5 separate regions of the Mus musculus genome follow, and regions 1, 2, 3 and 5 are each linked to region 4. A link is a contact called in public HiCAR-type and promoter capture Hi-C data. All regions are on one chromosome and are shown on one strand. The core of a region is the stretch at or near the end of the contact, and the rest is flanking DNA. Distances in the headings are between cores, read along the strand shown. Region 1 overlaps Psd3 (pleckstrin and Sec7 domain containing 3). Region 2 overlaps Csgalnact1 (chondroitin sulfate N-acetylgalactosaminyltransferase 1). Region 3 overlaps Gm15991 (a long non-coding RNA gene). Region 4 holds the start of Sh2d4a (SH2 domain containing 4A). Region 5 holds the start of Psd3 (pleckstrin and Sec7 domain containing 3).

Region 1 (2,700 bases), core at 151-2,650, 320 kb after region 4:
TTTTATATACCTAGTATTTATATAGAATGATTATTTCTCTTTTGTTTTTATTTCTTTCTACAGATGTCTGAATTTATCTATTTTCAAGAACTTAGTTCCAAATGCTGAATTGGCTGCTACTGTTTTTGTTGCTGTTAGTGGTGTGTGTGTGTGTGTGTGTGTGTGTGTGTGTGTGTGTGTGTGTGTGTGTGAGAGAGGGTAATTGTTTGGGAGTAGTCTCTTGTAGTAAAAATTCCTTTCCTCTTTCAGTTTTTGAATTAGTTTTAGTAGCTACTTTCTTATATACGTCAACGAAGAAAATTCCCTTGATCTCTCATATTCAATATTTAGTTAGGAAGGATCATTGAGTACTTATTATACTGCGTGTATTTTAAAGTATTATATAGAGACAACAAAGTCTGCTGAGATCCTGGATCCCATTTGAACAGGAATAGTTAAATTCTTCCAGGATGCTCTGACTGCTGAGCGTGAAGCTGCCAGTCGGTTGGTCAGCAGGAAATAGCTCACCTAGCCCTGCTATGTAATGCAATATTTTAATGAAGGGGCAAAGAACAGCATCCCCTCCCTTAGTGGTCCAGGTTGGGAGCCTCAGGCCCCCAGGGTTCAGCAGGCTATGTGAAGTCCAGTCACATGGCTCCAGAATTAGAAAGGATAATTAGAGACTTACAGTCACACACGTCCCCATGGGTTCCTTTGTGTCTGGGTGTTTCTCTCTCGCAGGCCTATCAGGAGATGACCACAACTCTGACCAGTAAGTGCTGTCTGACCTGAAGACTGCAAGCCACACGTGTTGTCCTTGTCACCAGGAACCATGGTGAATAATGTCCATTTCTGCTGAACTGGGTCTGGACAGAGGTGAAGTGAGACAGCAAATACAGGAGTACGTCAGCAGCTTCTTCCCTGGCTCTCTCAGCTATAAGAGACTGCTCTCAAATATGTTTCGTTGTGTGAAAAATCTGTTTTATACTTCAGTTTCTTAGATTTTTCTCTCAGGGTAGGAGTTCCGTAGAAGAGGTGAATTGCATCTGTGTGCAGCTGATATGCCTGAGGGAAGTGCTTCTCTGTTCAGTCCCCTGAAGTTGATATTTGTGGTTTTCTGCTTTCCTCTTGCCCTTCCTCCTCCTTCCTCTCAAAGGGAATGCTGTGCTCTTTCTTCTTCAGCCTTTTTCTTTCCTTAGTGCTTTCTGCTTGGGAAGATGTAGCTTGAAAGAGCAGTGATAAAGAAATTGGCTAAAGTATAACCTAAGGAAATGTTCTAGCACCCCAGTCTAAAAGCAGAAAGGCATTTGCATATGTATAGTTATTAAAGGAAGAGAATAACATCATGTGCTGTTTGCTAGCTGGTGAGTGAAAAATCTCGGCTTTACTAAGTGTCCCTAGAGGCTTGTGGGACTCTGAACTGTTCTTCTGTCACTCGGGGCAGGGCTCACTGCTGCCTCCTGGTTTAGTAGTGGCTGGATGTGGCTCCAGGAATCTCTTAAGTTTTTTATGGTCTGAATATTTTTTCTCCAGGAAAGGGAGTTCCCATTCTCTCCACAAATTTCTAAAGTGGTTTTAGTAGTGAAGTTATGTACTTTTTCGGTTTTTTTTTTGTTTTTGTTGTTTGTTTGTTTTCCCATTTGAAAGTTCTTGCTCAGTTGTTTGTTTTATTTTGTTATTGCATTTGTGGAGAGGGCGCTCCTGTAGAATTCACAGTGAAACCTAATTTTGAATGTTACTTTAGTTATTTAGTAGGGGTGTAGTTGTGAAAAGACAGAATCTCTCCCAAAGAGAAAATAAAATTAATAGTAACTATTATAATTGAAGAAGTAACAAATGAGATGAAGCAAAAACAAACAAAAACAAATCAAAAAAGGACAATCGGGTTGCTAAGAGTGTCAGAGGCTTAGTAAAGGGTAGGAGAATGAGATAGCTGCTGATAAGAGAGAGGGAAAGTCAGCTAGCCACTCCTCAACACCTAGCTGTCAGACAGACTCCCAGCCCTGAGCTTTCAGAGGCTTCCTGGAACATGGCTTTCCTATACAAAGCACTGTGCGGTAGGGGGTTGCAGAAGGGGGCATAAACATGGGGATAAAGAGCAGCTTCATCTTGGACAGCTTGATTGATTTGTGGAAATCCGTCTTTTATTTGGTGAAGTAGAAATATCCCTACCAACTAATTTAATTTTGGTGTATGAATTTGCAGAGTGTGAGGTTTAATCTGTTCATGGTTTACACAGAGGTCTGAGTAATTCTTCGAAGTATAATAGGAAAATAGATAAGAAAAATCTTGGGAAAGAAAAAAGTACAAGGAAGATTGGGTCAGTGTTTCAATATGGGGCAGTTGGGGTTGGGTCAAGGTAACTTTAGACTTCAAACACAGATCTAACTCACTGAACCCCAAAACTGTCACAGGAGTTGCATACAGAATCCAGGTTTGTAGGAGTCACCTGGCAAGTTCAGCATTTGTGAAATAGTGTGGTCAGTCATTTACTGGAAGGTTGATGGACTGTGGAATTGAAGGTCATTGCAGAGACCCCGGGATCACCCTCTTACTGATATACACTTTCCAATGGGAGGGTGGTGAGGACAGTTATACATGGAAGAACCCGGGTGTCCATTGTGGACCCTACTAATTTTTTTGTACAAAATATAATTTACACAGGCTTTCCAAATTTTGGTGTGATGATTGGCGAGGTGGTCTTTTAACAAATACAACTTC
Region 2 (2,700 bases), core at 91-2,590, 410 kb before region 4:
TCAAAGGCAGGGTAGAAACCCTGGATTAGAATCAAAAATTTCTGGCTGGTGAGCCTCCTATCTCTGCTTCCCTAGCTATAGGATTATAAATGTTCACTGATGCACGTGGCTTTGTACACAGATCTGGGCATCTGAGCTCAGAGCCTTATGCTTGTGTCCCAAGTACTTTATCCACTGAGCCCTCTCCCAGATGGGTACTCTTTAAGATGGCTTTTGATATTTGTAGATAAGCAGGATGGTTGCTGGTTGAGAGACGGGTAAAACAATAAAGAGAAACTTTAACTTACATTTGGAGATGTGGACAGAAAGAGCTGGAAAGGGCTTCCTCCCCAGCTTCACAGTGAGCAAAGCTGGGCAAACAGTGAGCTGACTATTCATGAGGCTGACAATTTTGCCTCAAGTATAATAGAGGGCAGGTCTCAGCATTAACTTGCCCCCTGCTCCTTGGCAACCTCACAGGATTACAGAATTCTGAATGTCCTCTCCACAGAGAAATAATAAATGTACAAAAAGACAAATGACCAGCTTAACCTCAAATTTGCAAATTTGAGAACTCGAGGTTTAGAGAGAGATGCTGTCTCAAAAATTGAAGCGAATAGTTGCTTACTATTCACCTCTGGCTTATACACATGCATACATACATGTGTGTGAGGACCTGTGCAGGCATGTGCACATGTGCATGCACACACATAATATAAACTTACAATTGTTTGCATCTATCCAAACATCACACTACAACAAATACAACCTTTAGGCATGGCGCCCCTTGTGTAAGTAGAGAATGCATGAAGAAGCATGAGTTTTGGTCTTGGACTTGTGAGTTTTGATCCTAACTTCAACACCGTGTGCTCTGTCCTTGTGCTCATAGCTTGCTCCCTGTCCTGGGGGCTAGTACCTCCATCAGGGTTCAGAGACAAGGTTTTGGGAAAGTGAGTCTCATGATAGCATCTGGGAGATCAATGACACTATACATGGTTAATTTATCCTTTTCTAGATTGAGGAATATTATATCTCACAGCAAGGAACAAGAGAGTAATGCCTGTGGCCATGGCAGTGTGTTAGCCTGGCCTCCAAGCACTCAGTGTGGTCCACACAGAATCAGCCCCAAGAAGCCTGCCAGGACCCTGCAATCAGCCATTTAATCTGCAGGGTGGTAGGCAGTATTTTTTCTTCCATGTTCATTCTTTTTATAGCTTATGACACATTCAGCAATTAAGATTCTGAAAAAATATGAATTTTTAAGTGTGCTAGTATTGCTGATTTGGGGTTTATGCTGTAAAAGCTTCCAGATAAGGTTTAGCTTTATTTGGCAGTGTTCATTTCTTTAAATAGAAGCCACAGCACACACCACTTCTTGTCAATCAGCACACAGGATCCAATCTACTGGATTTCATCACAGTAGCCATCTCTTGTGCAATTTATTACTGAGTTGCTTAGAATTCTTTCTCTACTTCTTCTCTGACACACCTTTGTGAAAGAGAGAAATATCTATGACTGCTATAAAATTGATTGATAAACACATTTGGGTAAAAATATGAGTTTCCAAAAACAGTTCCCACCTCTTTTTTTATTCCCTGGAATACAACTCAGCTGTGTTACCAGATGACAATTTACCTCGTATTGGGATTAGACTAAATGTGAGGACTGTCAGCTATCCTTTACAGGGCTATAAGAACCTAAAGTTCGGTTAGCTTCTGGGACATGTTTATGCTATAAAACAGACATTAAGAAGGAAAAGGACTACATAAAGTCTGGTCTCAACCTATTGGACACTGGCAGTTGCTGAAAGAAGCAGAGGCTACAGAGCCAGTTTTCCTTAAAGTCCTCTGGGACTAAGACGATATTTCTCTCTATCTATTATAATAACTACTATTTCCAGGAACCATATTCTACCTGAGAGCATAGAAACAGAATAAGGGAGGGATCTATGCATTGGGCAACCTGGAAAGCATTTAACAGCACTCCAGTTGGTTCTCCAGTATTAATAAAACAGAACAAAGTCTGAGGATGAGTTCAGGAGAATTGCTTCTCAAACTGGCAAACTGCACTGTGAAGAAGTAATTATAGGCCTCCTACCCGATTTAACACATTTTACAAGAAATGTTAAATGAAGCATCTCCCTCCTTCAAAACATGCTCTCTCTTCTTGGATATTTTTTTCCTACAGAAAAGCACAGAGAGAAAGACAACAGGCACTCACCTCCCCCTTCCTGAACTTAATAAATACTTGTGTTAAGTCCTTTCTGCTTCAGATTATTTTAAAACAAAAGGAATAAAATATCCCAGATAACCGGACTGTTTGCTCTCCCTCCTTCCTCTGGAGAAGTCTTGGTGGTAAACTTGGTGTGTTTCCTGTCTCCAAGTACATAATCCTTAAACTGATCCTTGTCTTTTAAGGGACCCATCCTTCTTAGAGATGCTCTTACTGCCTCATGGTAAGTGCTATAAAGCAAACCAGAGGTTAGGCTGCCACAGCCTTACTGAATGGTAATTATTTCCTAGTACATGGACTATAAACTCTGCCCAGTCCCTAGATATAGTCAAGCTGTGTTAATTTTCAATTATGCATTTTATAGAATGACAGAGACAATTACATTAATTTATAGCTTTCTCTGAGGTTTTTAATATTTTAAGCCAGAAGTCACAGATCATTTCCAGGGACATAGCTTAAGCTGGTTAATTAGGAACTTTTCCTAGAAGT
Region 3 (2,700 bases), core at 109-2,608, 280 kb after region 4:
TATTGCTTCTGAGAGCCCTGTTGCTCTCTGTCTGCTCTGAAATGGGCCCCTTACATGTTCTTCTGAGCTGCTTGGCCTGCTCTCAGTGTAGGTATGGGTCATTGTCCCTCTGCATAGTACATGTTTCTGACCTTCCAAGCATCTCGTGTTTCTCGTTTCTGCAGCGATCACTTCCTCAGAAAACCCTACATAAGCATCTTCCCCAAATTAGGTCACCTTCTTTGGGAATTCCTGGGAGAGTTCCTTTTATTAGCCAGAGCTCTCTACATACACAGATTATCATTATTTTCTCTCTGTTGGGGAAAAGGTTAATTAATCTGTACTTGTTAAACACACTACACTAAGAAGAATTTCCAGAGATGAATTTTATACATTATAAAAAATAAATGATTGCAGAAGTATTTTAAGGAATGCTGTCTCAAACTTCTGCAAGTTAACCTTTTGATAGTGGCATAGAAGAGCCAGGGGAGAGCACCAGGGATGACACCACATGCTGTACTTGGCTGTTGTAGGGTGCTGGAGTTGTAATTGGTCCTTCTGTCACCGACAGACATTTCTGCTTCACAGGCAGGAAGTCTGAGGTACCCTTGTTTCGAGTGGTTACTTGATTGTTCACAGAACCCTTGATGTCAGCGTTGCCCAGAGAAGAGTCCTACATGAGAGTAGATGTTTTGTAGTCAAGACAGAACCCAGTGTAGATAATATCATATCTTGGATGTGTTCATTCACAGTAGAGGCAAGGGGATGACTGCACGGTGGGCATAGATCAAATTTCATCTATTACTTAATTCTAGGCCAGAAATGGGAACCACTCAAATTTCAATACTTGTCTAAAAGCAGTCAGGAAGGAAGTCTTAGGAATTATGATGTGAACCAATTTTACCCCTGTAGTTTTTCTTTAAATAGCAGCCTTTTAAGAATCTGGGCAGATGCTCAAATTTAAGACAGATTGTATCAATGGAATTACTTACAGTTCGGTATACTCCTTGACTAGCTGAGTGGTATTTCTGATGTACAGATATGGTAAGTTTTGGAGAAAGGCTACTTTCTCTTTGGTGTGGCTCAACCAAACACATAGAAAGAATTACTTGAAGTTAATCATGCAGAAAATAAAATAAGGTTTTTAATAGCTAAAAGCTAGCATAAACTTACTGTGTGTGTATGCATGCATGTGAGAGCCTGTTCATGTGGGTGCATATATGTGAGTGTGTGTGTGCAAGCCAGAGGTTACCCCTTGGTATCATTCCTGAGGAGCCAGTCACTTTGTTTGAAACAGAGTCTCATTGGTCTGGAGTTCACTGAGTAGGCATGGCCAGCCGGCCTTCCCAGGGCTGGAGTTACAGACTGATAGCTCTCATGTTTGTTTGTTGATTTCAACATATGTTCCAGATATTGGACTCAGGTCATTGTGCTTACATGGCAAGCACGTTACTGAGTCATGGCAGGCTTTGTGTGTGGTGTTCCCCCACCCCCATAGACATGACATGTATACTATTTTCTGGCTGGATCTCATTGATGAAATCGTGTGTCCTGATTATATTCTGATTTTTTGTTTGATTAATTTTGAGTGATTATATAGTAGTGTATCAAGCATATTTACCGCGGTGGTGTAATCATTCCCTTCTTGGGTAATTTGTTTTGTCATTACTTGTTATGCTGTATTTGTGATAATGTCTTCGTTTGGTTCTCATTTTGCAGGCAGAGCCGTTTGTTTGGGTTAACAGTGCATCAGCACATTCTCAGAGTGTTGCCAAGGCAAAGTACGAATTTCTGTTTGGCAAGTCAGAAGAGAAAACTCCGGATTCTAGTAAGTGTCTTAAACATTGTCTTCTAGGTAAAAGATGTGTGGTCCTACTTATTTCTGCATCCTGTACTTACCTACATCACTTCCTGCTTACCCCTGTGAAGCCTGTGTGCTCCAACTGTTCTCTAGAGCTGTCTTCCCAAAACTAGAGTTGGATATAGTTCCTACAGCTTGCTCTAGGTAATTTCAAGTCTGTTTTTTGAAGAATTTTCAGCTTCCCATACTTCAAGTTTCAAGAATTAACTACTTGTTGTTAAGATTTTATTTTCCACATTTACCATCATTCTGTATAACTATACTTTATTTTTGGCTACCATCATATGTTATGGAGAGTCAATTCCACAAATTTTTTTAGACAATGTAATCTTAAGAGAGCTCTCACTTGAAAATTACTGTCACATTCTATAATTAGAAGCAACAGTCTTCCAAACAGCTTAGAACAAATAGAACTAATATTAGTACCTGTATCAGTAATCCTACCGACTGACTTCCTTAGCATTCCAATACTATACTATGCACTTTGAATATTGTATCTTATTTGATCCTCAGGGAAATCCCATAAATTGCCTCTGTTATCCCCATTCTCAAGGGGTGGCATCTGAAATAATTTCCTTTCAGTTACAATTTCCTGACCCCAAAGCTTGGCCTTTCAGTGCATGGGAGCAGCACATTTCTGAATACACTTTCCTTAGAGAGAGTGTGAGATACACAGTCTTAAGAGTTTCAGAGCACTTATCCGAGTCTACAGAAAAGTGGTGGTGGAGGTGTCTTTTGGGAGACAGGAAGAGGTGAGAACTTGTGCTTTGGAGTTAGACTTTCTGAGTTTGAGTCCAGGGTTTGTAACTCACAACCTTGTGGCACTGTGTACATTATCCAATTTCCACTTTCTTGTCGTA
Region 4 (2,700 bases), core at 34-2,533:
AATACATTGTTTCGTTCCACAAACAAGAGAAGCTTGTCAGGGAACTGAGCAAGATGTAGCTGGTTATCCCTGCTTCTCTAGGGCCATAGTGAAGAGAAACACTATTGAGAAAATCTGCAAACAGTGAGTGACTCCACCTAGGGCCCATGAACCCCCCAGGGCAGGAGTGGCTGCGGATGGTTTACTTTTGTTGAGGAAAGTTCTTGCTAGGCTGATTTTAGATTGAGCCTTGACCCAGAACCATAGGGAGGGGACGAGCCCGCTGCTCTCTGTACCACGTGAGGGCGCCCGCGGGAGGGTGTCCCCGCGCGGGGAGCTCTCTAATAGAGTTCTGCGTGGGCTGAAACAGGTTTCAGGACTCTGTCTGGAAGGTCACCTCCGGGCCAGGAGAGACCACATGGCACTGCCCAGTGATTGGACCTCCGCTGATTTGTGGGTACTGTTGCAGGCACCCAGCACCTGCTTCGTGGCCCCGACCCTCGCAGGTTGCTTCCGCAGCTGCACCTGCCCCGGCCAGTGTAAGCACTCACCACGCGTGCATGCACACCGCCCGGGCACCATGACTTCCCTGAAAGACTCCAAGTTGCCTCCGATTCTCCTCCCACTGGAGACTCTTAGTATAATGATCACAAGCCCTCTATTCTTAGGGCCGCCACTCGCCCGGCCCCGGCTGCCGATACTGGACACCCTACACGAGACATCGGACACCCACAGCTGTGGCGGTCGGTTCCTCTGGGCACCCGAGCTCGCCCTGCGCGCGGTGGAGGAGGGACCAGAGGGACAGGTGAACAGCCTGACCGCGGGAACCAGGGTCTCCTCCTGTCCCTGTCCTCTGTGCTTTACCCTTCGCTCTAGAGACTCACCTGCTGGTTCCCACTCCTCGCTCACCCTTCTGCCTGGCTCCATGCTCCAGCGTTTTACCCGACCCGGTCACCTACCTGCTCAGTACCCGGAGCAAGGTGACCCAAGCACCTGCCACCTCCAGATTGCCTACAGCAACTGTCCGGGAAGAGAAGGGAGGACAAGCAGAGACCCAGCCTCCCAGAGACCCAGCCGCGCGGGCTGTCTGGACAAACACTCGGGACCAGAAGGACACTCAGCGTCCAGATCGCAGCCCTGGCCCGCCCCGCCGCGCCCACATGCTGGGGTGACTGACTGGGCGCTCCCTCAAGGCCCCACCCGGGTGCTGGAGGCGCTCCAGGGCCAGTAGGCAAGCTTGGCTGCCTTGGTCCAGTGACAGCAAGGCCACTAGTCCTTGGTTAATCTAGAGCGCTGTCTACAGTCTGGGGTAGTTTGCCTTACCACCTCAGTGGGGGTCTGTGGGACTTATTAATTACAATAGTCCGGCCCCTTCCACATTTGACTTGTAGGTGGAGCCTGCGGAGGCAGGCAAGGCCCATTTGGGAACCTGGGTCCTGCAGGCCAAGTTGGCTGTAGTTCTGCCCCTGCATTCTACAGCTTACTTTTTCCTTCTCTTTTGTTGACATTAAGTAAATTATCAAACTCTGAAGCATTTGTGACTCCAGGTGTGGCTTTACCGAGCATGATCAAGGAAGAGAAAGACTGGAATGCTGCAGGCTGAAGGCACTAGGGACAGGGGCAGCCAGGGAGAGAAACATGAAAGGGGGAAAAAGGTGGAAGTCCCCTGTGACTAACAGATCAGGGCCCGGATGGCACAGAGCACCAATGAAGCCTAAGCATACGTGGGAGGGAGGAAAGCTGAGCCGAGTGGAAAGGTGGACCAGCCTTTTCCACGGGTGAGGAACGTTAGGGATGTGGGGAGAAAACAGGGCTGAGAGGTGCGGAGGGATGACACAGGACCTCAGACTGTGGAGGTTAGAGAGAAGTCTTATAAACAAGAAACACGGTGTGACTTTATACACCCTGTCCAATCGATTTAGGAGCCTGGCATGCTGGACCCAAACATTGTTTATCTTAGGCTTTCACAACCGCAGAAAACCCTTGAGTTGGAAAACCTTACAGCCAGGAGTTACACCCTACACTCTCAGGAAACACGACTCAGCCATTTGGGAATTGTGCTTGAGATCCACTCAGGCAAGGACTCCCGGCCCGAAGCTTACTCTCCACTGTACTGAACTGGGTGGCCAGATGAGGTGCCTTAGAATGCTCTGTCCTCCTCTGCCTACTGGTGGTATCTGCTCAGCACGTGTCCTCACACTCTCTGGAAACTAAGGAGCTGTACAAGCTGGCTATCAGCCAGCTCAGGGGCCCATGGGACACTGATGCTATCACTAGGTACCCTCCTCCAGACTCATTCTGTCTCCAAGTCCTGACAAGCCTTTCTTGATGACAGCTCTCCCCCTTACATTTAGCCTTACAGTTTGCCATTCACGATATCAGCAGTGCCTGGCTGATTCAATTCTTGTGAGGCTCAAGTGAGATAATGCATGCAAAGTGCTCAGAGCATGGCTGGCCCTAATATGTTTGGATACTTACTGCATGCCAGAGACTATTGAATAGATAGAGGCTCTTGCACAAAGTGTTCAGAACCATTTCTGGCACGCAATATTCAAATGCATTTGCTCCTATTACTCCACATCAGATACTGTAAATTCGTGTTCCTACTTTATACCAAGGCTATGAATTTTTGTGTCTCACCTTACCTGGATTGAGGCTATGAGCAATTATCCTGGTCAAAGCATGCAGGCCATTGCTGTACCAGGTATCGGTCTGTGTGCT
Region 5 (2,700 bases), core at 169-2,668, 300 kb after region 4:
TAAAGTGACACAATTGGAAGGTAACGGAGTCTAGATTACAAGTCCGGATCCTGTGCCTTCACCACAGCGTTTACTAATCAAGAAGCTAAACATCCACAGCTTGGAGGTTAATAAACTAAAGCTGGGAGATTTTAAGCCTTTCCCCAAGTAAGACAAGCTGCCAGCTGTCAAGCTGGACTTCTCAGCTTCATTTCTGTCACCAAGTCTGCTGTCCCTAGATACACCATCTGATCTTTGTCCCCTGCGTATGAATTGGTCTTCTTGAGAGATGGGCCTACTTGGTTTGTTGTAGTTTCAAACCCTGAACATTTCTTTCAGAATTCTTTCTTGGCATGCAGACTTGTGGGAAGTGTAGCTTGGTGGTACAGAGGCTGAGCTTTCGAGCCGTAGTGTCTGAGTTTGAGTCCCTTCCAGTGGTGCCTCTTTTACTCATCTGATCTGACAAGACTCACACCTCTTTTGTATTTTAGTAGTCTCATCAATAAAATGGGTTCATAATAGTAGCTATTGTAGAGACTTCTGGGGGATAGAAGGATTCACAAAATGAAACTTCTTAGTGCAGTGTCTAGCATATTACTACACATTTTCTAACCTAATTATATTATTTATAAAAGTGGCCATTCATTTTTTATAAATTAAAATAAAATTTATAAATTAATATTTTTTATAAATTAAAGTGAGCACATTTTCTGGCTCTTGGTTGCTGGTTACTGAGTGTATGAAATAGGAAAGTTTTTTGAAGTGTCTGTGTTTCTCATGCTGATTGCAATATTAATGATACTGAAGATGAGTTACTTACTTTTTATTTTTTCCAGTGTTGGGGAATCAAACTCAGGGTTAGGTAGGCGCTGTAGCACAAATGGACACTCTCCACCCAAGATTTATTTTTAATATTTATATCAAGTCCAAGAGTCAGTGTTATGTTACTAACTATGTATTAATTTTATATTATTATTTACAAAAGGAGTGCTTTTACTGAGATTGCTTGAAAAGTATTGCATGCATCCAAAGTACTGTAGGTGATGTGAAAGTTTATCCCATTGCTTTTAAAACTGGATCACAACATCTTTGAATCTTTTCATGGGACGTTTCCAATTACTATCAATTACTGTGAAATATTAATTTGTCACAGGAACAGTAATGTAATCATTAGTAAAATGACTGTGTGGCAGCAGCACTTACAAGTGAGATAAAGACTGTCAGCTCTGGATTGACATGGAAGCAGCTTTTGGGCAGTGTTTTTGCATTTGCCTCTTCCGTCGGAACAGCGTGAGAATTAAATGCTTTTAAAGGGAACCGGCCCATCTCGGTTCATGTGTGTCATTCCAGCATCAGAGAAAATGCTGCATAATACTAGGATGACAGCCCCACCTCTGATGTCACCCAGGATGGTACGATCCTCTCAGAGCCTCTGCCGGCTTCCTGCTGCTGCACTGGGGGAATGGTTACATTAAAGCTAACTCCCGACATCTCAGTTATCTCCTTGGAAGTAGTTTTGACAATTATAGAAAAGCCCCACAGTGGCTGTCTTCGGTAAGCTACCAAGGTAGAGAGCGACCGAGGCTGAGCACAGCAGGAGAGCGGGCTGCTCTGCCTTTGTGAGGGGCTGAGGCGGCAGTTCCTGGGCTCGGCTCAGCTCTGGTTCCAAGTGCTCAAAGTGCTTCCATTTACATCACCGTGTGCAGTGCAGGGCAAGAGGGGCCTCCAGGAAATTTGAAACTAATTTGCTTCCAGTTGACTAGAACAGCACATTTTGCATTAGCTTGCTTCTTTTCTCGTTAACTTTTCTCAAGCGTTAAACTGATGAACTGGGCATTTTCTATGATCAATGGGTAACTGCTGGAGCTACAGTAATCTCTGTGAGTAACCTCTATTTGTAGGTCTATGCAGGCAAATATATATTATCTATCTCTTGTGCAATGCTGCTGTGACATTTTCCGTCTGTATTATTGACTGCTTGTGTTGTCTTTCGGCCATCCCAGTAGGAGACTTCTGGGGGCTAGCCCAAGTTCTGCTGAATCCTGCCATAGAAAAGAGCAGACTGCATTCATTCTGGGGCATCCCTGCCAAGCACTCTTTAATTGCCCAGAAAACGGAAAGATGCAACGGGGGCCTCTGAACGCCTTTGCCCAGTACCTCACTTGGCTTTAGCTTTTAATATTTGTTTTAGTGTCTGATGCTGAATGTTCTAATTTTTAAAAAAAAATGTAAGTGGAGAGTAGAGTATCATGCTTACCTATAATTTTACTTCCTTTCATTCCCCGTCCCCAAGCAGGTTTCCCAGGAACAGGGCATTCTATCATCCTATAGAAACAAGCACCCTTTCTGTGCTGCATGATTTAGGCAGAAAGAAGGAAACAGGCTATTCCTTAGTTTAGTGTTGGATGGGATGGGGAGGAGTTTCTCTTAAAGAACCCAAGCTGCTTTTGTCCGAAGCACAGCCAGGAACTGAAGTAGCCTGGAGGGGGTGGGGGTGACTTCAGGATATTCTCATTGGAGTTGACGCTGAAGTCATCACAGCCTTTCCAGGAAGTTTATAGCAACTGTCTTCTTATTTCTCAGTGTGTCTTTCCTATCTGTCAAAAACATTTTATAGTATTTTAAGATTTATTTCTCTCTCTAGAGAAACCAAGTTTCAACGTTCTGTTGACCGGTCAATGTTGATGTGCTTGGAATTGTTCGTGTCAGTCTGCAGGACGA

Evidence for each region. Promoter capture Hi-C pulls out the DNA fragments that hold promoters and counts their contacts. HiCAR-type assays count read pairs that join an accessible place to other places.
Region 1: a HiCAR-type map of kidney shows a contact between it and region 4, with 3 times the contacts expected there. The contact joins the enhancer-like site here to the promoter of Sh2d4a in region 4. A contact is called at or near these places in 2 of 39 promoter capture datasets (liver and pre-B cells), 3 of 115 datasets of contacts at active chromatin or transcription factors (bone marrow-derived macrophages, cardiomyocytes and kidney) and 3 of 9 other capture datasets (adipose tissue, liver and pancreatic islet).
Region 2: a contact with region 4 is called in a promoter capture Hi-C map of hippocampal neurons, with 2.3 times the contacts expected there. The contact joins the enhancer-like site here to the promoter of Sh2d4a in region 4. A contact is called at or near these places in 4 of 39 promoter capture datasets (embryonic stem cells, hippocampal neurons, pre-B cells and 1 more), 1 of 484 Hi-C or Micro-C datasets (bone marrow-derived macrophages), 1 of 115 datasets of contacts at active chromatin or transcription factors (embryonic stem cells) and 1 of 9 other capture datasets (adipose tissue).
Region 3: a contact with region 4 is called in a promoter capture Hi-C map of liver. The contact joins the enhancer-like site here to the promoter of Sh2d4a in region 4. A contact is called at or near these places in 9 of 39 promoter capture datasets (the 3T3-L1 cell line, the C10 cell line, cranial neural crest and 4 more), 5 of 484 Hi-C or Micro-C datasets (bone marrow-derived macrophages, embryonic stem cells, urothelial organoids and 1 more), 12 of 115 datasets of contacts at active chromatin or transcription factors (bone marrow-derived dendritic cells, embryonic stem cells, fetal liver and 5 more) and 3 of 9 other capture datasets (adipose tissue, liver and macrophages).
Region 5: a contact with region 4 is called in a promoter capture Hi-C map of liver. The contact joins the promoter of Psd3 here to the promoter of Sh2d4a in region 4. A contact is called at or near these places in 19 of 39 promoter capture datasets (the 3T3-L1 cell line, the C10 cell line, the HPC-7 cell line and 12 more), 2 of 15 datasets of contacts at CTCF or cohesin (both in the NIH/3T3 cell line), 6 of 484 Hi-C or Micro-C datasets (bone marrow-derived macrophages, cerebellum, embryonic stem cells and 3 more), 12 of 115 datasets of contacts at active chromatin or transcription factors (Th17 cells, bone marrow-derived macrophages, cardiomyocytes and 7 more) and 5 of 9 other capture datasets (adipose tissue, embryonic stem cells, liver and 2 more).

The regions. Positions count from the first base shown.
Region 1 is chr8:67,955,096-67,957,795 of GRCm38.p6, reverse strand. All of the region lies in intron 3 of Psd3 (pleckstrin and Sec7 domain containing 3), which reads left to right. Gm15991 (a long non-coding RNA gene) reads right to left here. Exons shown (of 7, transcript XR_003947558.1): 1 at 668-2,700. Among named protein-coding and RNA genes, the nearest start is that of Gm15991, 3.0 kb to the right of the region's middle. Within about 2 kb of position 1,400, at least 146 of the 459 cell types and tissues checked have an H3K27ac peak or open chromatin away from gene starts, as enhancers often do. A contact at or near this core is called in adipose tissue, bone marrow-derived macrophages, cardiomyocytes and 2 more, where this site is marked.
Region 2 is chr8:68,686,606-68,689,305 of GRCm38.p6, reverse strand. All of the region lies in intron 1 of Csgalnact1 (chondroitin sulfate N-acetylgalactosaminyltransferase 1), which reads left to right. Among named protein-coding and RNA genes, the nearest start is that of Csgalnact1, 47 kb to the left of the region's middle. Within about 2 kb of position 1,340, at least 20 of the 459 cell types and tissues checked have an H3K27ac peak or open chromatin away from gene starts, as enhancers often do. A contact at or near this core is called in hippocampal neurons, where this site is marked.
Region 3 is chr8:67,999,824-68,002,523 of GRCm38.p6, reverse strand. The region is part of intron 4 of Gm15991 (a long non-coding RNA gene); the gene reads right to left. It also overlaps a transcript of Psd3 not described here. Among named protein-coding and RNA genes, the nearest start is that of Psd3, 27 kb to the right of the region's middle. Within about 2 kb of position 1,358, at least 6 of the 459 cell types and tissues checked have an H3K27ac peak or open chromatin away from gene starts, as enhancers often do. A contact at or near this core is called in bone marrow-derived dendritic cells and liver, where this site is marked.
Region 4 is chr8:68,275,111-68,277,810 of GRCm38.p6, reverse strand. It overlaps Sh2d4a (SH2 domain containing 4A), which reads right to left and starts at 1,283. Exons shown (of 9, transcript NM_028182.1): 1 at 939-1,283.
Region 5 is chr8:67,973,292-67,975,991 of GRCm38.p6, reverse strand. Psd3 (pleckstrin and Sec7 domain containing 3) reads left to right here and starts at 1,418. Exons shown (of 16, transcript NM_177698.4): 1 at 1,418-1,859. The coding sequence starts at 1,829. All of the region lies in intron 3 of Gm15991 (a long non-coding RNA gene), which reads right to left.